Regions from separate parts of the Sus scrofa genome. Here all the other regions are linked to region 1. Evidence: chromatin contacts called from public Hi-C and HiChIP or PLAC-seq data. All regions are on one chromosome and are shown on one strand. Each heading gives the region's core, a stretch centred on a gene start, on an enhancer-like site or on the middle of the called end of the contact. The rest is flanking DNA. Distances are from core to core; before and after follow the strand shown.

Region 1 (3,127 bases), core at 287-2,786:
GTCTTCTCTCAATGGCTGCTAGCACCTACTCTACCTCTTGGGGTCCCATTCTTTTTTTTTTTTTTTTTTCTTTTTCTTTTTAGGCCTGCACTTGTGGCATATGGAAGTTCCCAGGCCAGGGGTGCAACTGGAGCTGCAGCTGCAGGCCTATGCTACAGCCACAACGTGGGATCCTTAACCCACTGAGCAGGGCCAGGGATCCAACTCACATCCTCATGGATGCTAGTCAGGTTCCTTACCTCTGGGCCACAAAAGGAACTCCACAGAGTGCTATTCTTTCTAATATTCGTTTCAGAGTTTTCCCAATTTTCCTTTTCTCTTCAGAGCTTTATTGCCAGTTACTTTATGGGGACTGATAAATCATAAGGAGAGAGGGTCAAGGTAATACCACTTAAACGAAATGCTGGGAAGTCCCTTACCTACTATGTTTCCCATTCCATTGTGAGCTGGATGCTAATTAATGTCTAACTGGAAGTTCCCATGTGGTGCAGCGGTTAAAGAGCTGGCATTGTCACTGCAGGGCTCACGCTGCTGCTGTGGTGAAAGTTTGATCCCTGGCTCAAAAACTTCCACATGCCCCAGGGTGGCCAGGAAAAAAAAAAAAATGTCTAACAGGAGAAACAATTCTGTTTCGAGAGGCTGACGTTAAAAACCTCAAATGCTGGAGTTCCCGTCATGGCGCAGTGGTTAACGAATCCGACTAGGAACCATGAGGTTGAGGGTTTGGTCCCTGCCCTTGCTCAGTGGGTTAAGGATCTGGCGTTGCCGTGAGCTGTGGTGTAGATTGCAGACGCGGCTCGGATCCTGCGTTGCTGTGGCTCTGGCGTAGGCTGGTGGCCACAGCTCTGATTAGACCCCTAGCCTGGGAACCTCCATATGCCGCGGGAGCGGTCAAAGAAATAGCAAAAAGACAAAAAAAAAAAAAAAAAAACCCTCAAATGCTACCACTTCTCATAATCCATGTGAAGAAAAGGTTGTAAGACAGTGGTGCTTCAGACTTTCAAAGGTATGGTTTCTAACCACACGTATGATCTTTGTAATGAATGGACACTGGATCATCTACGTCCTCGGGCCGGCCCGCCTCAACAGTGTGTAGGGGTGGGGGTGGCACCGGATTCGCCCCTCTGGACCTGAATGGCACTGACACAAGCTGATTCGTGAGGGACTAAGGTAGCACAGTGGCTTATTCCGCTTCCACGAAACAATCGCGATGCCACGCAGAATCCAGGCTGGATGCCCCAGGCCCCACCAGCTGTCCCCTCTCCCCGCCTCATCATACCCGCCGGCTCTCCTCTCTGGAAGCCCCAGGGGACCTCGTACACCCGGAGCTCAGGCGGTCAAGGACCGGGTTAGGCCAAGTCGGACGGCGCTGGAGGGCGGTGTCGCCGCGCACTGTCCCTCACCTTGCTTCCCGCGCACTTGTCCAGGAACTCTCGCAGCTCGCGACGCACCGCCTCGCGCAGCACGTTCAGGTTAACTCGCCCATAGGATAGGTGCGCCGCCATCTTGCCCCACCGCCCCCTACTCCCCCCTCGATCCAACTGAATCGGCTTTTCCCCAGCAGAGCCCACGGGCGCAGTCACGTGACGGCGTGTTCACGTGACCCGGGCCGCCGACCTTACGCCAAACCCGGAAACTAGAATCGTCAGCTGTCTGCCGCTTTCTTGGCCCTAACGCCCGCCGCTTTATTCTACCTCTTGGGTTCTGAGGCTTTTTAAGACCACAGCCTCAGTCCAGGAGCTGTTGAGCGCTGAGAGCTGTGTTTAAGGATAGAGTCTGGGTCTTACTCATCTCGTTGAAAAATCGAGAGACTTTCTTCAGAGCAGCAAGCATACCGCTGCAAAATGGTAACCAAGCTGAGCTTGAATGGAAATCTTTTCGATTTATAGCTATCGAAAGGGCCTGAGCTTTGTTCTTTCGGTTTGTCGGCTACAGTCTACAAAAATGGCTAAGGGCCGCGGGAACTTTGAGTGACTTGTCCCTTTAGCTCTTCCTAATAGACTTTTGTGTGATGTGTAGTATTTCACACAAACGGTATCCGACGTGGAATCCAGGTAAAATTCTTGTGAATTACGAGGATGAAAGAAGATGTAATTTACATGGTATAATTTATGTAAAAGGCTTAGTGCGCCTGTAATTTAACAATTGTTCAATAAATAACATTAGGAAGATATATGTTTTTCAGTACTTTGAGGTGAAAAAGGCTTGAAAATGTTTGGTCTTGCCTGGTTTCCTTCAATCCTTCATACAATGTTACGAAGAAAGGACGCGAAGCAATTACATGGAGTATACGAAAGCGATGAGTGGAATTTGAGGATGATAATCAGTCATACATACTAAGATACTTATACTCTCAATGTCTTGATTCTATCAAAGACATTTAGATTTTAAAAGAACTTGTTTCCATACATGCAGAGTGTTTCATGCCTTAATTCTCAACCCGATTTTCACCGTGGTTCTCAACCTGTATCCCAGACTCTTCTCACATGTGCAGGGTTTTTGTTCAACTGAGAATTACATATTGTAGCACCATCTGTGAGAGTGAACTTTGAGCTCAGCAGGCCATGTCATGAACTGTTAAATGAGAGCACAACTATGTTGAGAGGTAAAAATATCCACAGTTAGTGAAGTCATGCTTGGGTGCAAATGAGCAAAACTAGAATAAAGGATCCTCCTCAAACAGATCTGGCAGCTGCAGAAGGTGCAACTTAGGTTGCAACTGCAGCTCAGATCTGACCCCTGGTCTGGGAACTCAGGTGCCCTTGTGACAAAAACCAAAAAACTCACCGTCAGGATGCTAGATGGTTATCAACAGACCTTCTACTTGTGTAAGACCCAATGTTTGGAGACATTGCTACAGTACTGCAGTTGCCCTAGAAACATTGCAGACTTTAGTGTTAGTTTGAGGCTTTTTTCTTTTTAAAATGCATTTTTATTGAGATATAATTGACATATAACATTATATTAGCTTTAGGTATACAACATAATGATTTCTGTATACACTGTGAAATGATGACCACAATAAGTGTAGTTGAGTCTTTTCATCAGTTTAGTCAATGCTGTAGTCAAGGACTACTATCAGGGTATTTTTTTTTTTTAAAGGTCAAAGTAATGTTCAGCTAGTAAC
Region 2 (3,127 bases), core at 361-2,860, 230 kb before region 1:
GGCAGGAACTCCTTCATTCCTTTTTAATAGCTGAATAATTGCATTGTGTAGATACGCACTTTTGTCCATTCAGTCAATATTTGGATTTTAAAACATGTCTTCCTAGGGAGTTCCCATTGTGGCTCAGTAGTAATGAACCCGACTAGTATCCAGGTGGGTTCCATCCCTGGCCTCAATCAGTGGGTTAAGGACCCTGCGTTGCTGTGGCTGTGGCATAGGCTGGCCACAGATTGGAACCCTAGCCTGGGAACTTCCATATGATGCAGGTGGGTCCCTAAAAAGCAATAAATAAATAAAAATAACATTATCTTCCCATTTTAATTCAAATGTATGTTTTTAAAAGTACCTATCTACTGACCAGGTAATTCTGAGGGCTAATGGTATGAGCCTTCTGTTTTATGACATGATGTGACAAGTTTTCCCACACAATCCTCACATTAAGAACTTGGGGTTTAGGATGGTAAAAAGGACAGGCCTCGGGAAAGGCCTGCAGTGCAGCCTTCCATTCCAATCTCCAGAAGCTTTCCTTCCCCAAACCAAAATCTCAGAGGAAACTGCTGGGTTTTAGAATGAGTGGGAGTCAGACATCTAGCTGTGAGCTTCAACTTCCCAGACACAGTTTCCCTCCAAGTAAAATGACTGATATTAAGCTAGTTGATCTCTGAGGAAACGGACTTGCTAATAGGTCACTCTCACTTTCCCCAGCAGCCATCTGGGCCTGAATTAGCTCTGGTCAAGACGCTTAGCTGCAGCTGAACACAAGGATGGGGCATCTGGCTTCTCCTGGTAATTGTAGATTCCTGCAGAGCTCTCCGGAGGCACCATGGGGACGAAACCACCCCATAAGTCCTCCTTGTCGCTGGTCAGTCCATTTTACCTACCAGGGTCATTCGTACGGTAGTAGCACCTGGGCAGAGCCTGGGGCTCAGACAGAAACCTCATTTATAGTGAGGGCAGCTTATCACTGGGGGAAAAGGTCTAAGAGCCCCTGTGAATATGCTGATAAATATCATCAAGCTTTTCCTGTGCCGAAAGCTATTTAATAAGCAAGGTTGAATGTCTTTCGTGGTCACTCCAGGCACCTTTCCTCCCATTCTAGTTTTCCAACAGGACGAGGATAAGAGACGCGAAGTCCTAGCTTGAGCATCTCTACTGGGCAGAGGTCCGCATCTCTCAACTCTTTCCAAGAGCACCTCACTTCCCGAATCGGAGCCTTCAACTCTGAGAAGTCGGGAGCCCCTTAGGAAACTTGCATTATTGCAGCCACTGCCACACACCGGGGCAGCGGACACGCCGCCGCGCTGGCTCCCCAGGAATGCGCCCCCTCCACGGCCGCTCTCCCGGGGGACCCCCGGCACCTGCGGCCTCCGAGTAAGTGTCCGCGCGCACGTCCGTCCCACTGCCCCAGCGTGACCGGAGCCGGGGGTCGCCATGTGCCCTTCGCCGCCTCCCCCGGGAGCAGGGGGTCGCGGGCGCCTCCCCCGGGTGGGCGGAAAGGCTCGTACCGCTGCCCCGCGGCAGCAGCGCCCGGAGGCCGCACTGCCGGCTGCCGCGGCGGCGCTGCTCCCCCTGCTCCGTGCAGCTGCCGCCCGGCGCTTGCGCAGTGGGCCCTGGGCGCGCGGCGGCACCAGGCTTTGTGTGTGTGTGTGTATGTGTGCGAGTGTGTGTGTGAGTGTCTGTGTGTGTGAGTGAGTGAGCGGGCGGGCGGGCGCGAGTGTGGCCGCCGCGGAGCGCGAGCAGGACCCGGCGGGCGCGCTCCCCCAGCCTCTCTCTCCCCGCCAGAACCATGTCGGGCAGGTCGGTTCGAGCCGAGACCAGGAGCCGGGCCAAAGATGATATCAAGAGGGTCATGGCGGCTATCGAGAAAGTGCGCAAATGGTAAGCGGAGGCGCCTGCTCCCTCGCTCGCTCGTTCGCTCGCCGGCTCGGCGCTGCGGCCGCCCCAAACCCCGAGACCAGATACAAAAAGCCAGCGGGGCGCAGCGCCCCGGTCCGCCCGCGGGCCCGGGAGTTGAAGAGGGCGGGCGGCGCGCGAGCCGGGTCACCTGCGCGCGGCGGGGGCCGCGGCCGCAGCCCAGGTGCGCTCGCGCCTGTCGCCCACCTGGCGCGGCGGCGGCGGCGGCGGCATCCTGGAGGCGGCGGGCGCCCGGGACCGGGCGGTGGGGCGGCGGGCAGTCCCCGCCGCGGCGCTCAGCTCCCGGGAGGGGGGCTCAGGGCCGGCCCCAGAAGCCATTTCGTTTTGTGCAAGTCACATGAAAGCGGCTTCCCGCGCGCCGGGGCCGCGATGCCGGCGGCGGAGGGGAGAGCGCGAGCTCCATTGTGCAGGCACCGAGCGGGCCGCCGCCGTCTCCGTCTCCTCCCCGCGCGCCCCGGGCGTCGCAGCGCCGGCCCCCGCGCCCTTGCCCGCGCCGGGCCTCCCTCTCTCCCTCCCTCCCTCGCTGGCTGGCTGGCTGGCTCGCTCGCTCCCCGCCTCCCAGGCCCGGCGCCCTCGAGTCTGCGGAGTTTGCAGAGCGCGAGCCGTTTAAATTTAGCGCTTTGGGCTGCCTGGAGCGAAGGCTCTGGGCGAGGAGGAAAGATGGGGGCGAGCGCGAGGAGGAAACGCCGGCGGCGGCCGCGGGCCCTGGTGCTCCGGCGCCCCCCTCCCGTCCCGCTCTGCCCGGACCCGGGCTCGGGGGCTCGGGCGAGAGAATGTTCGGGGCCAGGCCCGGGTCCTGGGCAGCGTCTGCCTGTCCAATACGGGCAGCTCGTGTTTGTTTTGCGGAGAGAGCCGTCGTTTTTGTTCTCCGCGCGGGGGGCACGGGGGATTCGGTGTTGGCGGTGCGGGTTCTCCAGCTCACATTAGATTCCGTTCGGCGTGGCCTTGTTGTAATTAACACGACTGCACGTTTCCCCGGCCTCGTCCGGGTCTCTCTCGGAATCGGCCCAAGGGCCAGGCCCCAGGCGCCAGCCGATCGCCAGGTTGGGGCAGACTTGTTGAAAACTCCCGGCTCCCGGAATTCAACTTTATTATTTTTTTCCCACGGCCTCACCCGGGTCAGGGAGGGAAAGGAGCCGCCGCGACGTTCGAGTGTCAGCGCCCGCGGGCCTGTCCTGACCCCTTATTTAAAGCCTGAAAACCCGGCAGGCCC
Region 3 (3,127 bases), core at 185-2,684, 230 kb after region 1:
AATAAAATAATACTATTCTTTAAAGTAGATTAAGAGGCCCCAAACACGATTTAAACAAAGAAAAACACCCCATCGACTAGCTGCACAAATAGCCTGCCAAGCGATTTCAAACTAGTTCTAAATCGGTTAATAAAAAAAGGGGTTCTAAATCAAATCAACTGGGCATGGGAGGAGGGAGGATCTTCCATGATTTCTAAATTCCAGGTACTCCAGTGATTAGGATGAGCTACAAGGTTTTACTTATGCTTCATTTCCAAAAACAAGAAAATACAACTTTTTAGTCAATGGAAAAAGAATACAAAATTCTCGCATTTTTCTTTTAACAGGATAAGTAAAAGGAAGTAATCACACAATAATGTGATCTATCAGGACTGGACATCTTATACCCAAAGAAGGTTTATTTTTCGAAAGTGGTGATTTAAGAACCGTACTCTCCATTTAAAATTAAATGGGCCAATGAAGAACTCTTAAGTTTAAAGTAACAACGTCAGCGACAGGGCTGGATTATGTTTCTCAGACTTCAAAATGACTGCATCGAAAGCCACTTCGGAAACAGAGCATCAATCAGAATTCGTAGTGCCAAAATCTTCTCTTAATTAAATCGAATTTTTACTCCCTTCCAGAAACACGTTATCTAGCTGCTAAGGAATAAACTAAAGTACACAGATGGAACACTAACGGAAATTATGCAACTGGAATCGCCTCCTAGCACTCAGGCAAAAAAGGAAAAAACTAAAAACAAAAACGCTACAAGACCGCTCGCCCCCCACGTTTCTATCCCTTACAGGCACCGCCTTTATGACCCAACACTTTTCACGGACGACTCCAGGTCCCACCGCGAACATATAAATGCCTAAGCCCTAACAAAATTCAATATAAATCACTAGACTAAGCTAAACTGCAGTCAGTTCGGTGGGCCAAAAAGAACACACAGCTGGGAAAGAGATGAGGAAAGTTCTGGAAAAAAAAGACACTCCCTGCGGCTCCCCACCCCCAACGACACCGCCTCACTTCCCCCTCCCTAAAGGAGGCAGCCATGATGGCGGGCGCAGAAGAAGGCCGCGGCGCCATTTTGTCCACACACAAGCTCGGACAACAGCTCTGGGAGCCCTTCATCCCTTCTTCGGACAGTAGCAGAGAAACATCCCTGACTTTAAACTCAGATTCGGCACCTACCGCCATAGTCCACAGTCCTGGCCGCTGGAGCGGCGCCTCCACTTGCCGCTTTCCACAGTACCGGCCGCCTAGACGATTCGCCACAGACTGAATCGCTCGAACGAGAGACCCGGATGGCACAAACGGGCTAAGGCCCGGCGCGTCGCACAGCCTGCTGGGAGGAAAAGGGGTGGTGATGAGTTTCTGTAGCAACGCTGTTCAACGGTGATTGGTTGTTCTTTTGAAGGGGGCGTGTAAGGCCAGGGATGGGGCGGGGCCAAGAACACACCCTAGAATGCAGTTTCCTGGTTCTCGGAACCGGTGGAATTTAGGGTGGGGCGACTTCCTATTTCGATTCTTAAGCAATCTTGGCCTCCGCTGGCTGCCGTAAAAGGGGTTGGGCTTGGTGATCTCCCGCCAATTTAAACCTGTGGGATGGGCCCTGACGCGTCTAGGAGCCGCTGTGGGTGTCCGAAGAGGGGCTGTAAACTTGACTGTTCTTTAGTTTCTTCAATTGCGGGTGAGGAGGGGGAACCGCGCTGTTGTAGCTTGCGGGGGGTGGGCTTATGTTGAAGTAGCAGAGGCCTCAGCTCAGTCCGGGGTGTTTTCCCCACTAGACGCTGGCGGGAGAGAGATTGGGTTCTTGCTGGCCCCGGTGTCCAGCTGAGAGCATTTACGGCCTGAAGGCCTTGCTGAAACTGTTTTTGCCTAATTCGTTCATCTTTTCACCCGGCAGCCAGTGTAATCTCAAATCGTTAATAAAATCACGTTCCTGGTCATCTTTCCCTCCCTAGCACTGAGGATTTAACCCAGTCTTGAGATTGGGGATTCACTTAGCTCCACCTATCTAGTTCCCGCACTTTTCCATTCTTGCTCAGGCCTGGCAGCCGCCCCAAACTCAGTCCATCCTCTGAGCCTTTGCACCGGGCCTGCATCTTTGTTCCCCCTGAGCTTTGCATAGTTGACTTCTTGGTATTAGGGTCTCTGCCCACATGTCTACAGTTGCCAAACAGGTCCTTCTTAGGCGTTCCTCCCCCCCTTCTTTTGTACACTCTTTGTAATTATGCAGTATAATAGTTAACAGCTGGTGTGAATTTGAGTCTACAAATTCGCAGATGAGTATAGCTACATCATCAATTCGCTTTAGGTGACCTTGGCCATTTACTTAGTCCCTGACTCATGTTTCTCAGCTGTAAAGTGGGTTGTTGTGTAGATTAAAAGAGTGATTCATTCACTCTTCATTGCCTACTCAATACCGCAGTATATTTTATTTTTGTATGTCCTTCCTGTGAGAATATAAATTTCATACTGTATTCTCAGCTCCTAGAACAGTGACTGGTATGTATTAGGCATTCAATAAACAGTTGTTGAAAGAGTTGAGTGTGACAGACCTGGGAGGCTGACACTATTTAACTATTTTTACAGAGATAGGACACTGAGACCCATGAAAATTTTCACTCCAACCTTTCCTTCCCATCTCCTCCCAACTACCACCCAAACATAGCCATTAAAGCTCTTGTTTATTCTAATATGCGTTGTTTCTGTACTCCTGTTTACACTTCTATTAAGAACTCTTTTCTTGGGCGTTCCCATTGTGCTCAGTGGGTTAAGCACCCAACTAGTGTCAGTGAGGATGCTGGTTCAGTCTCTGGCCTCACTTAGTGGGTTAAGGATCTGGCGTTGCTGTGAGCTGTGGTGTAGGTCACAGAAAAGGCTCAGATCCTGCGTTGCTGTGGCTGTGGTGTAGGTTGGCAGCTGTAGCTCCAATTCAACCCCTAGCCTAGGAACTAGGGAGAACAGAATGCCCAGATCCTTGAGGGAGACTAGGAGGGACACTTGGGGGCACAGCCGGGGGGGGGGGGGGGGGGTGGGGGCGGGGCAAGGAGATCCAGAGACACCTGATGAGAGTTTCAAGGATGATATTTAAGGGAGAATAACATGCAAGGGAGCAGCCCAACAAAGGGGCTGGGAG
Region 4 (3,127 bases), core at 398-2,897, 210 kb before region 1:
AGGGCTGGGGGAATGCCCATTTCTTTGAGGAAGAGGTGAAAGATTGCTTTAGATTTTCTTTACAAATGTTATTTGTGTCTGAATTAAACAGCCCACTTGACTCATTTGCCTGGCGTTGCCTGGCATCTAAGGGGACTTTTGAGTTCATGGTCAGATGCAGTAAGGGAAGGGAGCCTGGAAGACTCCCTGGAGGAGGTGCTATCTGACTTGGGCCTAAAGGATGAGCAGAGGTAGGAGGGGACCAAGCAACCCAGGCAGAAGGGACCACAGGACAGTGCCTGGGAATGTGCAGGGGAAGGTACCCTAGGTGCCAGGAGGACCTCTGGGTGGGGAACAATCATGAATTAGGGTATGGACTGAAGCGCCCCACCCCCAGCTCTCCAGCGTCGTTTTCCCCCCACCCCCCCGGAGGAGGACCACTGTGAAGTCTGTTTTGTGGCCTTCCAGATGTATCTAGAAGCATCTATATGAGATGATAACCTCCCTTTTGAGAACAGTTTCACTTAACAGTCACCATGGAGATAGTTCCATGTTAGGACATACAGGTCTGTCTCATTTTCTTTACCAGCTTATCATTCAGTGACATGAATGTGCCCTGGTTTATTGAAATAGTCCCCATGTTGGCGGTCATTCAGGTTGCTCTTTTTCCTACACAAATGGTGCCACAGGATGTCCCACACACGTGTCTCTTTGCTCTGGCGAGAGTGGGTCTGCAGGACACGGCCCTGGAAGCGGGCTGCGGAGACAGGGCCTGCGGGTCTGGAGTGGCTGTAGGCCCTGCAGGGTCCTCCCCCAGAGCAGGGCCTTGTGGCCGGAACTGTGGTGTAGGTCTAAGACGCTGCTGGGATCTGGCTCTGCTGTGACTGTGGCCCTAGCCTGGGAACCTCCATATGCCACACCTGAGACTCTAAAAAAAGAAATGTTTCCAGATGGGGCCAAATGTCCCCTGGGAGAGCATGGGACAAAGTCACACCCCTCTCCCCATCGAGAACCCTGACCAGCCTGGTAAGGTGGCTCTGTGGGTGGAAGCAGTGGAGCTGGGGGCTGGGACCTGGCTGGGACACAGGATGAGCTGGTCACGTCCGGGCTGACCCTTGCCTGCTGTATGGCCTCAGTCCGGCAGTGTCACCTCCTGAGCGCCTTCCTATTTCCTCTTCATTCATAAAATGAGACAGAAGTTGTCAGGTCACACTGCAGGAGAGGACAGGGCAGGAAAGGGCGGGGTACTGGCAGGGCTGGTGGGGGAGGGGCACCTTCTCCACCCTTCCATGGGGGGTGGCTGGGAGTCAAGGGCAGGGCCATGTGGGGCCAGGTGAGGGCCACGTCCTGGCTTCTACCTGGCCTCCTTGTTTCTGGCCACGGCCTCGTTTCTCCCATGTTCCAGGTCTGAGGCTCCTTCTCTCTGAAAGGCCAGTTAGTTCAGCTGGGCTGCAGGAATGACGCCTTGGGTCAGTGCTTCCTCATCCGCCACATTTGATACCTAACCCCCCACCCACCCCAGGCCAAGGTGGGCCCCTCATCACGGTCCCCTTCCAGCTACCCCAGGCCTCCGGGCTGGCACAGTTGCCCAGCCTTGCCCAGGCAGGAGCGTCCCACGGGAAGGGCAGAGGCAGACCCCCCACCTTCCAGGTGGGCACCTGGCCTACATGCAGCACAGGGCAGGTTCGTCACCAGCTGGTGACCTTGCTCTGAACTTGTTTACTGCTGAGTGAGTTCAGGGAATGACATAATGTCCAAACTCCCTGGACTAAATTTAGGCCCTAGGAAAATAATTTCCCCTGGGTGAGTTCCAGTGCTGTTGCGCTAAGAGAATCAGGCTGCCATGCCGAGGCCTTGAACATTCCACCAGAAATAACCATTTTATTTATTTAGTTAGTTAGTTTTTAGCTCATAAAGGTCTGACATTAGCCTAAGAGTCTTTTTTTCCTTTCCTTTTTTTTTAAAAAGGGCCTGAAACTGCAGCATATGGAAGTTCCCAGGCTAGAGTTTGAATGGGAGCTGCAGCCACTGGCCTACACCACAGCCTTGGCAGTGTCAGATCTGAGCTGCATCTGGGACCTACGCCACAGTTTGTGGCAATGCCACATCCTTAGCCCACTGAGCAAGGTCAGGGATCAAACCTGCAACCTCAGGGTTCTTAGTCGGATTCGTTAACCACTGAGCCACGATGGGAACTCCTGAAATGGAGACTTTTTTTTTTTCTTTTTTCGTCTTTTTGGGGCTGCATCCGTGACATATGGAGGTTCCCAGGCTAGGGATCTAATTGAAGCTATAGCTGCCAGCCTACGCCAGAGCCACAGCAACACCAGATCTGGGCTGTGTCTGCGATCGTACAACACAGCTCATGGAAATACCACGGCTCACGGCAATGCCAGATCTATAACCCACTGAGCAAGGCCAGGGATCGAACCTGCAACCTCATGGTTCCTAGTTGGATTCGTTTCCGCTGCGCCACGATGGGAACTCCTCAAAAGTAACCATTTTAAAATGAACAACCCAGTGGCATTTAGCACATTCATAATGTTGCACAGCCATCACCTCTGTCTAGTTCCCAAACATTCTCATCACCCTAAAAAGAAACCCCACACCCTTTAGCTGTCACTCCCCATTCCTCCAGCCCCTGGACCACTAATCTGTGCTTCTGTCTCTATGGCTTTGTCTTTTTGCACATTTCACATAGCTGGAGTCATGCACTAGTTGGCCTTTTTTGTCTGGCTTCTCTCACTCAACATCCTGTGTTCAAGGTTCACCCGCACTGTAGCCTTTTTTGTCTGGCTTCTCTCACTCAACATCCTGTGTTCAAGGTTCACCCGCACTGTAGCCTGTAATAGTGCCTCTTTCCTTGTTACGGTTGAGTCATATTCCATGTGTGGAGGGACCACGTTTTGTGTAGCCATCCGTCTGTTATTTGACATCTGGGCTGTGGCATCTTTCAGCCATTGTGAGCAGTGCTGCTGGGGACATTTGTGTTCAAGTATCAGCTGGGGGACCTGTTTTTCATTCTTGTGGGTCTGTCCCTAGAAGTGGGATTGCTGGGTTGAAGGGAATTCTGTGTTTAACTTTTTGAGGATCTGCCGCTAACATGGATTTTAAAGGCAAAACTAAAAATATCAAAGAAGTGTCAGGC
Region 5 (3,127 bases), core at 367-2,866, 200 kb after region 1:
ATTTCTAAACCTTCTTTTTACAAAAAAAAAAAAAACTAATTAAATATTAATACCAGGATAAAAAAACAAAGGACAACTAAAGTGCCATTTCAAGATCTCATACCTTGGTCGAGTGAGAATGTTCAATTTTCTTTTAAGTTCCTGATGTTATTCCTTGTTAAGGAGTAAGCCCTCAGTAAATACAAATATGAAGATCATAAACTTCAACTACTAATCTTACTTTTGGTATCAATGTTAGGAAAGTTAAAAGACAAATATTTTGAGGATGACACACTTGCTGACCTGCTTTGTTGCAGGGCTAGGTAACAGGACCTAAAAACTAAAACATCATTTTCATCCTTTTAAACGTGATCTTTCTAAGGCAGGTTCATGCAGTTCAAAAGAGACTAACAGACAACCAAAAACGTTATTCAGACAACGGTGTCCTGTCAGAAGTTAAACAGCCACTCACTAAAGATAATTGTCCAAGTCAGCAGCATCATGATTATTCAAATAAAGTACATGCAGCATAAGACACTGTTAAGGACCTAATAAGCTAGGATGGACTCTGTAAAGATCACTGTAAAATCCTTTCAACTTTCCTGTATTTTGAAATTTCTCATAATAAAATGTTGAGGAAAAAGGCATTATAAAAAATGACCTCTTAAACCTTAAAAGATGATTTACCAACCGCTTTCAGGGATCTTTCCATTAGCAAAACTACCTGAACCAAAGTTATCTGTATGAATAGTAAAACAAAACAAAAACCCTCTAAGAATGTGAAAAAACAGTCACACATCTTGCTAGAAAGGCTGTAAACTAAAGACAAACGGAAACTGATTTGGCGCGTCTTCTCTAAACCTTTGCAATACATCTTCACCACGGAAGCTATTTTAAAGTGGAAGAACTTTAAAATGAATCCTCAATGTTCTTCAAGCAATTAACCATTTTTCTTTCCGCGCTTCGAACCCTTAAGGGCCCCGACTCTACATCCCAGGACCCCTCACTTCTGCCCCACTGGAAAGACAGATCTGCGCCAAAGTCTAAACAGCCGGTATCTCCTAACTATAACACGGCTTCATCAACTTTAGCTGGGCTGCAGAAAATGAAGTCGGGTAGTGATTCCAAAGAGAGGAAGACAAGTGGTGAAGAGCCTACAATTTAACAGTTGAAACTGTCCGAAATAACCCTAAAATCCGGCCCCGGAATTGGGGGGGGGGGGCGGGAGGCGCGAATCAAGTCCAGGAGACGCATCCCACTAAGGGAGAGGTCCCGCGCCGAGGCCTGGGGGACAGTTTACGCAATCTGAACCCTAGATTCTCAGCCTGAGTTCTGGCCCTGGTGGAATTTCCGCCCGCGCTCTTCCCGGCACCGCACCCACCACACGCCCGGGTGACACGGCCCAGCGAGGGGAAGGATATTCTCGGCGCGGAGCTGCTCGACGGTTTCCTCGCACTGCCGAAGCCGTTCCCGGAGCTCCGCGTCGCCGACTCCATTCTCATCCTCCTCGTCGCCGTCGTCTTCCTTGAAGCGGGTGTGAACGGGCTTCGGAATCGACTCCTCGGCGTGGTCAAACGCCTCGAACAGCTCTAGATCGCCAAAATCCACCTCCGCCGCCATTTTGGGCTGTGGGAAAAGACACGAGAAGAGGCGGAGCTGGCCACCCGGCCGGCGGCCAAGGTTGTTGGGCGGCACCGCTCTCCCGGCTCCGGCCGATCTAAGCCACCCAGTAGGGTTTCCTCCTAAACGTAGGCCGCCGGAGCTGCACAAGGGGCGGGCCAGTCCTGTGAGACTACAACTCCCAGAATGCAACGGCGTTTCCTCAGACCCACCTCTGAGATTGCTCCGAAGCATGGCATGCTGGGACATGTGGTTTCTAAGCGACTGTTAACTCATTGTTTGCACTGCATACTGGGATTGGTCCTTTTAAAACGTGAAGAAAGCCCAACTAGATCAAAATGTTACGAGTTGTCCCTGTTATGTATCTAAGGCTGAAAAAAATCAGAGCACGATGCATGGTTTATCACATGTTGTGGTTGCGTGCCAAACTAGAGAATAAGGAACTCCAGCTTTGCCATAGGATACATTTGTAATCTTGGAGAAGCTACTTCAGTTGGTTGGTTTTTTTTTTTTTTTTTTTTTTTTTTTTTCCATGAAGCTCAAGCTTTAGGTTACTTTAGCTTTGTCTGTTGTGGCTTTTGGTGGTTTCTCCTTCAATCACCCATTCATTCAGTAACATTTATTTACCACATTCAGTGTGCCAGGTACTGTTCTAGGAGCTGAGAATGCAAGAGTGAGCAAAATAGGGAGTTCCTCTTGTGGCTCAACAGTAACGAACCCGACTAGCATCCATGAGAATGAGAATGAAAGGTTTGGTCCCTGGCCTTGCTCAGTGGATTAAAGATCCGGCATTTCTGTGGCTGTGGTATAGGCGGCTACAGCCCCAATTCAACTCCTAACCTGGGAATTTCATATGCTGTTAAGTGTGGCCCTAAAAAGAAAAAAAAAAAAAAAAAAAAAAAGGAAAAAAATTCCGTATGAAAAGGCAGAGTGGAGCAAGAGGAGGCCCGGGGTGGAACGTTAATTAGGCCAGTACTCAGAGACCATATTAGGCATATTCATTCTTCCCATCCCCAAATTGGTAAGCATTTTAAACAGGTGGTGTGTCTGTGAGCTACAAATTTACATTTTGATAGGATGGTCCTGATTGCATGGTAGGAAAAGAATTGGTGGCAGTCTAGGAGACAGATGGAATAGATTTTTGTAATAAAATCAACAAATGTTAGATTAGGTAGTGGCAAGTGGTGGAGAGTTGGTATTTAATAGAGGATATTTGAAAAATAAAGAACAGAGATAACTCAAGGGTTATGGGGAAGGAGAGGAAAGGGTTGTGAATTATTTGCCAGGATCTGACTTAACAAACTTGAATAAATGATTACTAGAGATAGAGAACAACATATGTTGACCAGGTTTGGAAGCCAAGAGTGAGTTCAATTTTGACTATGATGTACCTTGAGATAATTTTATCCTAAAACAGATGAGTAACTTGAATAGTGGAAGAAATTTTTGAAGCACTGTTTTACTGGTAAATTGAAGGTAAAATTTTAGGCCCTAGTAAAGGTGTATATTAGGCAGCTAGATATTCGAG
Region 6 (3,127 bases), core at 454-2,953, 180 kb before region 1:
GCTGGATCCTTAACCTCCTCAGTGAGGCTAGGAATCAAACTGCGTCCTCATGGATACTAGCTAGGTTTGTTACAGCTGAGCTGTGAAACTCCTGATAACTTTTTAAAGTTGTTTTTTCACCCAGCAATGTGTCATGGACACTTTTATATGTTAACAAATATATGTCTGCATCATTTAATAGGTGGTGTTCCATTATATTGGTGACTATAATATAGTCAATGACTTCTCTCGTTGGACATTATATTGCTTCTTTTTCTTTCTCCCCCCCCCCCTTTTTTTTTTTTTTTTTTTTTTGGTCTTTAGGGCCGCTCTCACAGCACATGGAGATTCTCAGGCTAGGGGTCAAAATGGAGCTACAGCTGCTGGCCTACGCCAAAGCTACAGAAATGCCAGATCTGAGCTGCATCTCTGACATACACTGCAGCGCACAGTAACACCAGGTCTTTAGCTGGCTGAGCAAGGCCAGGGATTGAACCTGCATCCTCATGGATGCTAGTCAGATTCGTTTCTACTGAGTCACAACAGGAACTCCAGCTCCACCCAAATTTGAAAATGAAACTGGCTTCAAAGCAGAGCACAGGAGCAGCTGTGGAGGACCCTGGAGGTCCTGCTGAGACCAGGGTGGGAGCTCCTACTCCAGCAGCCTCACTGGCCCCCTTGACACTCTGCCATCTCCCACCTTTCCCACATGGCTCCAATCCCAGGCTGGCTTTGAGCTCCTGACACTTTGACAGCTTTGTAAAAGTGTGAACTATAAAGTTGAACCATGTGAAATTGCTGTTTTTATAGGTCAAAAGTGGTTGAATATTGGTAATTTCTAGGTGCTTCTGGCATGGCTGGTTCAATTCCTTCAGTCTGTAGTGCATTTATTTAGTGCTCATTCTTTGAGAGGTACTGTGACAAGCACTTTATAGTCATTTTTTAAATTGTGACAACATTCTGAGGCACAGGACTCATTCCCCACCTCGGAGAAGAAAACCATGGCCGCGAATTTCCCCTTTTGGAATTATTCAGGGATTGGTTCCCTCTCCAAACTTAAGATCTTAACAATAATGACAGTATTGCGAGTCGTAGTTAAAAAGCTGGTGGCTGGTTCTGCAACTTAGTAGTAGTGATGCTCTAGGAAAGTGCCTTAATAAACTTTGAAGCGCCAGTTTCCACTTCTGAGGATGTAAGTAGTGTTCTTGATCTTGCCCTCGCGTTAGAAAGATCCCTTTACGGTGGTGTTCAGCGACTTAATCTTCTCATCAATAAAATGGACAAAATCTCCAGCACCCAGCAACACCTGGTAAGAGCTGTTAGAGCACAACTCCGGGCTCCTCGGGGGAAAGTGGGCCCTGGGAGGTGGAAAGAGCGCCACCCTCAACCACCACGTGGAGCTGCAAGGCAGCAGAGCGATTCCCCGGAGCGCAGGGCGGGGTCAGCACGACTTACTGGGCCAACGCCTCTCTCAGGCCGAGACACTGGCTAGAGGCACCACCTGGCCACCAAGTCCCGTACCACCCCTAAGGGAAGGAGGTGGCGAGGGGCGGGGCCTTGAGGCGGGGCCTCGGGCTACCCCCCCCCCCCTTTTTTGTCCGCCCAGATACGGAAAGGCTCCCCTGCTCCTTTAAGAGGCCGACACGGGCACCCGATTGGCCCAGACGCGTCGGTGACGTCACGCCGGGGCCGGCGCCGAGGCGGCCCAGTCGGCCCGCGCCCTCCCCCTCCTGCCCAGCCGCGCGCTTGCGGACAGTCGGCGCGCGAGCCGGGCAGGGCCGGCGCCTCGTCAGCCTTCTTCGCCGCGTAGCCCCGGGCCCCAGGGGATGCCCCCGGCCGGGTCCCCCCATGGCCGCCGAAGTCTTCCTGTGCTCCCCGCGCCGGCCTCACAGCCGGGGCCGTGCGGTGCTGCTCAAGCCCCAGGTGCCGGAGGACGACGACGACTCGGACACAGATGAGCCGTCCCCACCGCCCGCCTCCGGCGCGGCCACTCTGGCCCGGGGCCACGCGAGCGCCGGGCCACCGCAGCCCAGGGCCGGGTCGGGCCGCGAGGAGCCTCCGCGCCGGCAGCAAATCATCCACAGCGGCCACTTCATGGTGTCGTCGCCGCATCGAGAGCACCCGCCCAAGAAGGGCTATGATTTCGACACGGTCAACAAGCAGACGTGCCAGACCTACAGCTTCGGCAAGACCAGCTCCTGCCACCTGTCCATCGACGCCTCACTCACCAAGCTCTTTGAGTGCATGACCCTGGCCTACAGGTAGGGACCCGGCCGGCCCCACCTCTGGAGCGGGGCTCCTTTTGACAAAACAAGCGTGGTGGGCTGGGTCGCCGGGGGACCTTTTGGCTCCAGGCATTTCTTTTGGTCTTACCCCTTAGGGAAGGTTTATGGGTCTGGGGTCTCCAATGGAAGTGAGAGGGGCGGGTGTCCTGGGAATCTGTCAGCAGTGCTTGGCTTCTTCCGGCTTCACGTTCCCCATCCAGGCCCTCCTCTCGGTGGCCCTAGGCCACCGATTTCGGAGGAGAAATAGGTGTAAATACAGGCTGCACCCGGTGTCACTCGACTTTATCCACTCCTTCTCCCAAACGCTTTGTGTGTTTCCAGCAATAATGAGTAGTGGACAACCTGCCCAGGGGTGGCTCAGAATTTAATGGTTGTATAAAAACTCCGAATCTGTTTTCTCTTTTGTAAAGAGGGGATCAGCAGTGGTATCTGCCCCCATTGGCTGCTGTGGGCATGAAACGAGATAGGTAAAATGCTTATTCCAGTACCTGGCACATAATTTGTTGCTGCATAAATGTTAGCTACTTTTCTTATTGCCCCAGCAGAGGGAGGCTGGGTCCCCTCACATCTCCTCTATTGGGAAGGCCTATCCCAACTTGGGAGGGACCTGGGTGCCTCCTAGGAAGACTTGGAGCCACAGCTCTTGGAGGTGCAGTCTGTCCTTCTGGCAAGTTGGGGGGTTCTCAGACTGGCCCTGAACATAACATGGAGGTGTCAGTGTTTAAGGCAGGCATCCCTGGCACCATCCTGCCATGCGGATTCAGCTGTAGGCAGAGATCCTTTCATACTAAGTCAGAGAAATGCCTGGCCCTAATGGGTTAAAATGTCCTTCCACTTTCCGTTTCTCTGTGTGTTTGTTAGGT
Region 7 (3,127 bases), core at 275-2,774, 150 kb after region 1:
ATAATGATAGCACAGTCACAGGTTAGATTAATTAATAAGATAAGACACACGAAACACTAGCCCAGGGCCTGACCACCAGAAACCCTCAATAAAGGTTAACATTTCCAGAGAAAAATGCACCAAAGCTGAGGAGCAACATACCTGAGCACTCTTGTCAAAGGTTATCATTAAACCCAAAGGTCTAATACATTTGGTCTCTAGGCTGTGCATACTATAGGTAGTAGCAGTTTTTAAAAAATAAAAAATAAAAATAACACCAACCAGAACCACAACCATAAGAGCAACAGCAGTAACACTAATACAAAGCTCTTATTGGCCAGGCAGGGTCCTAACCTAGAACAGAAAGAAGTCAAGGCTGCCGAACCAAAAAAAAAAAAAAGATGCAGCATTTTTTCCACCCTCCTTTTAAAATACAGTAATTGGCGCCCAGGTTTTGCTAAAAACAGGTATCGAAACATTGCAGACTGAACGTGTAATTTCTTCAAAGCAAAGAGGTGGGGCTGTGACGGGAGGGGGGGGTGGGGCGCGGTTCCTGCCAGATGGAAAAGCCACATGAAGTGGAGAAAGATGAGTTCAGGATTTCTCCCCAGATCAAAATCAGATATTTGAAGCACAGGACCGCCAAAGGAGGGGAAGCAGTGGTGTCTGCTTTTAAAATAACCTCTGAACAAGTGTCATCTGCCTTCAGAGCCAATCCCCTGCCGAGGCAGAAGGTTCGGGTTACGGGGCAGCGGGGTTATTTCAGAAATCCCTATCACCTCTCATCATCTACCTTCTCCAACAATCAGTCCCACTCGGGGGGGCTGTGTGTGGGGGACAAAAGCCACGGCCGGCCAGGCCCCAGGCCAGTTGGGTCAGCTCGCCGCCGAGGCCACGGCCAGGGTGCCCTCCATTCCGGTTCGCGGGCACCGCTGCCAAGGGCCCGGGCAATGCTCAGGTGGCCGCCGGGGCAACAGGTCCCGCCGGGCCTCGGCCCCTCCAGGGGGTCCACCCCCCCAGGGCCGAGGGGAGCAGAGAGGGACGCCAGGGAGGGAGCGGCGCCTGGGGCGGCGCAGGGGCAAGGAGTCCAAGCTCCATCTTGAGGCGGGCGGAGGAAGGGAAGGCCGGGCTCGGCGCTGACAGGGCCGGCGACTTTTCCGGCTCCGGGGGAGCACCCCAGAGACCCCTGGCCTCCAGGGCCATCCCCCTGGGGCTCCCCGGAACCCCTCGAGGGGGGGCGGTGCGCGGGACTCGGTCCCCCTCTCGGACGCCGGGCCGGCCCCCGACCCCAAGCCGGGAGGGCAGGAGAGGGCCCGGCGGGGCGGGAGGGGAAAGGTGAGGAGGGGACGGGGAAGGGGAGAGGGCCCGCGCCGCGCCCGCTCGCCCCGCTCACCGCTCGCCGCCGCCTCGGTAGCCGCCAGTCGCCGCCACCTGCCCCACTGCAGCAGCAGCAGCCGCGCGGCCGCCGCCTCCCGCCTCCCGGCTCGTCGGCTCCGGGCGGGGGAGAGCGTGACGCGCCGCCGCGGGGCCGGGCGGGCGCGCGCCGCCTGGAGAAGACGCCGCGGCGGCTCCACCCCGCGCGCTCCGCCGCCGCGCCCACTCCGGTCGGCCCAGCGCCTCGGACCCCGCCGCCAGCTCCGCGTCCGAGCCCCCAGCCGCTGCCTCTTTGTCTGCACCCGGGCCGCCGCTCTGGAGAAACGAACCTCAGACCCCCGGCGCGCCCGCCATCCAGCTCTCAGATCCCAGAGAGGACCGGGATGGGGAAGAAGGTGCGAGGAAACCCGAGAGGCCTGGACCAAGGGGCTTCTCATCATCTCGGTTAGTTCCCCATTTTCTGAACGTGTTCCCAGAATTTGCAAGTCACACCCGAGAGCTCCATTGAGACTTGATCGCACAGCCTGTTAATTTGCAGCTGATTTTTTTCTTTTTTCTTTTCCTTTTTTGCCAGATCCAGGGTGAGAAATCCTTTGAAATAAGCTCGGAGGAGCTGCCCACAGCTGGTTAACTTTAGGGAGCGTCCTCTCTGCCCTCCTCGCCCTCCAAGTAAGACCCAGGGTGAGCAACCTCTGGGGAAAGCACTGCAGCAAATGAAGCTTGAGAAGGACCATCTCCTCCCTCCCCTTCCCTCCAGGGAAAGACCGAGAGTTTAAAAATCCCTTGAAACAAACCCAACACTTGCTCCGTCAGTTTGAGAAAAGCCTTTTATTCGCCTCAGCCGCTTGGAGGGAAGCCCTGGTTAACGTCCTGTCCTCCCACCTCCCCACAGGGATCTCCTTTAAAAGCTTTTGAAAGGGACTGGAGGGGAGGCAGCAACAGCCTGCTCCGGGCCGGTGCAGCGGAGGGCGGCCAGCATTTCACTCCCATGGACCATGGCAACCCCAGAAGCTTTGCAGCTCCTGGAAGGAATTTGCAGCTGTGGGTGAAGCCCAGTATTTTACAACGACTTAGTAGTGGATAGGGGGCCCAGGGCTTCCCCATCCTCTCTGGTGGAAGGGAATAATCAGGAGGGTGACCCCCTTGCTGACCTTTATTCAAAGCACTGGTGCTGCTTGGACCAACAGGCATGCACAGAGCAGGGGGAGGGAACTGCAATGAAAATGCATGGAGTTCTGAACAAACAAGTAAATGTATCTGCTGGCACCTCCCCTGGATTCAGGCTTAAGTCACAAAAATCCTGTTTCCTAACTCAACATCACCTTAGTTTGCAAGTTGCAAGGTCAAAGTGTGGTGGCACCCCTGGTATCCAGTATGGATATTCCTAATCTGAAAGTCATACCTCACCCTCTCATCTGAATACTTTTCAGCACTAATGCACAACCTATATAATCATAGATGCGGTAGAAAAAGGCAGAGACTACTGTTGAGTGGGATGCAAATAAACACTTCTGTTTTCCTCTTATCTCCTCTTATTCTTTTTTTTTTTGGTCTGTTTAGGGCTGCCCTCTTGGCATATGGAAGTTCCCAGGCTAGGGGTTGAATCAGAGCTGTAGCTGCCAGCCTGCACCACAGCCACAGCAACGCAGGATCCAAGCCGCATCTTTGACCTGCACCACAGCTCACTGCAACTCCAGATTCCCAAACCCACTGAGCGAAGCCAGGGATTGAACCCGAGTCCTCATGGATGCTTGTCGGGTTCATTAACCACTGA

What was found. A called contact is a pair of places that touch in the nucleus more often than the background predicts. HiChIP or PLAC-seq counts read pairs in DNA pulled down with a chosen protein or histone mark.
Region 2: a contact with region 1 is called in a Hi-C map of mesenteric adipose tissue, with 1.6 times the contacts expected there. The contact joins the promoter of BCL7A here to the promoter of VPS33A in region 1. A contact is called at or near these places in 2 of 5 promoter capture datasets (fetal liver and liver), 6 of 47 Hi-C or Micro-C datasets (alveolar macrophages, embryonic fibroblasts, heart right ventricle and 2 more) and 1 of 2 datasets of contacts at active chromatin or transcription factors (alveolar macrophages).
Region 3: a contact with region 1 is called in an H3K27ac HiChIP or PLAC-seq map of alveolar macrophages. The contact joins the promoter of KNTC1 here to the promoter of VPS33A in region 1. A contact is called at or near these places in 1 of 5 promoter capture datasets (liver), 2 of 47 Hi-C or Micro-C datasets (embryonic fibroblasts and liver) and 1 of 2 datasets of contacts at active chromatin or transcription factors (alveolar macrophages).
Region 4: a Hi-C map of retroperitoneal adipose tissue shows a contact between it and region 1, with 2.1 times the contacts expected there. The contact joins the enhancer-like site here to the promoter of VPS33A in region 1. A contact is called at or near these places in 12 of 47 Hi-C or Micro-C datasets (alveolar macrophages, embryonic fibroblasts, fetal heart ventricle and 7 more) and 2 of 2 datasets of contacts at active chromatin or transcription factors (alveolar macrophages and skeletal muscle).
Region 5: a contact with region 1 is called in a Hi-C map of liver, with 6 times the contacts expected there. The contact joins the promoter of ZCCHC8 here to the promoter of VPS33A in region 1. A contact is called at or near these places in 3 of 47 Hi-C or Micro-C datasets (heart right ventricle, liver and skeletal muscle) and 2 of 2 datasets of contacts at active chromatin or transcription factors (alveolar macrophages and skeletal muscle).
Region 6: a contact with region 1 is called in an H3K27ac HiChIP or PLAC-seq map of alveolar macrophages. The contact joins the promoter of MLXIP here to the promoter of VPS33A in region 1. A contact is called at or near these places in 1 of 5 promoter capture datasets (fetal liver) and 1 of 2 datasets of contacts at active chromatin or transcription factors (alveolar macrophages).
Region 7: an H3K27ac HiChIP or PLAC-seq map of alveolar macrophages shows a contact between it and region 1. The contact joins the promoter of CLIP1 here to the promoter of VPS33A in region 1. A contact is called at or near these places in 1 of 5 promoter capture datasets (fetal liver), 2 of 47 Hi-C or Micro-C datasets (embryonic fibroblasts and epiblast stem cells) and 1 of 2 datasets of contacts at active chromatin or transcription factors (alveolar macrophages).

What each region holds. Positions count from the first base shown.
Region 1 is chr14:30,467,457-30,470,583 of Sscrofa11.1, reverse strand. It overlaps VPS33A (VPS33A, CORVET/HOPS core subunit), which reads right to left and starts at 1,536. Exons shown (of 13, transcript NM_001098604.1): 1 at 1,404-1,536. The coding sequence starts at 1,505.
Region 2 is chr14:30,697,904-30,701,030 of Sscrofa11.1, reverse strand. It overlaps BCL7A (B-cell CLL/lymphoma 7 protein family member A), which reads left to right and starts at 1,610. Exons shown (of 6, transcript XM_003483424.4): 1 at 1,610-1,878. The coding sequence starts at 1,787.
Region 3 is chr14:30,240,295-30,243,421 of Sscrofa11.1, reverse strand. It overlaps KNTC1 (kinetochore-associated protein 1), which reads left to right and starts at 1,434. Exons shown (of 65, transcript XR_002338925.1): 1 at 1,434-1,675. RSRC2 (arginine/serine-rich coiled-coil protein 2) reads right to left here and starts at 1,359. Exons shown (of 10, transcript XM_013982805.2): 1 at 1,177-1,359. The coding sequence starts at 1,182.
Region 4 is chr14:30,673,926-30,677,052 of Sscrofa11.1, reverse strand. The region is part of intron 4 of BCL7A (B-cell CLL/lymphoma 7 protein family member A); the gene reads left to right. Among named protein-coding and RNA genes, the nearest start is that of BCL7A, 24 kb to the left of the region's middle. Within about 2 kb of position 1,647, at least 26 of the 83 cell types and tissues checked have an H3K27ac peak or open chromatin away from gene starts, as enhancers often do. A contact at or near this core is called in fetal liver, liver, omental adipose tissue and 3 more, where this site is marked.
Region 5 is chr14:30,263,012-30,266,138 of Sscrofa11.1, reverse strand. ZCCHC8 (zinc finger CCHC-type containing 8) reads right to left here and starts at 1,616. Exons shown (of 15, transcript NM_001190154.1): 1 at 1,401-1,616; 2 at 104-146. The coding sequence starts at 1,599.
Region 6 is chr14:30,644,851-30,647,977 of Sscrofa11.1, reverse strand. MLXIP (MLX-interacting protein) reads left to right here and starts at 1,703. Exons shown (of 17, transcript XM_021073760.1): 1 at 1,703-2,240. The coding sequence starts at 1,828.
Region 7 is chr14:30,319,267-30,322,393 of Sscrofa11.1, reverse strand. It overlaps CLIP1 (CAP-Gly domain-containing linker protein 1), which reads right to left and starts at 1,524. Exons shown (of 26, transcript XM_021072961.1): 1 at 1,373-1,524.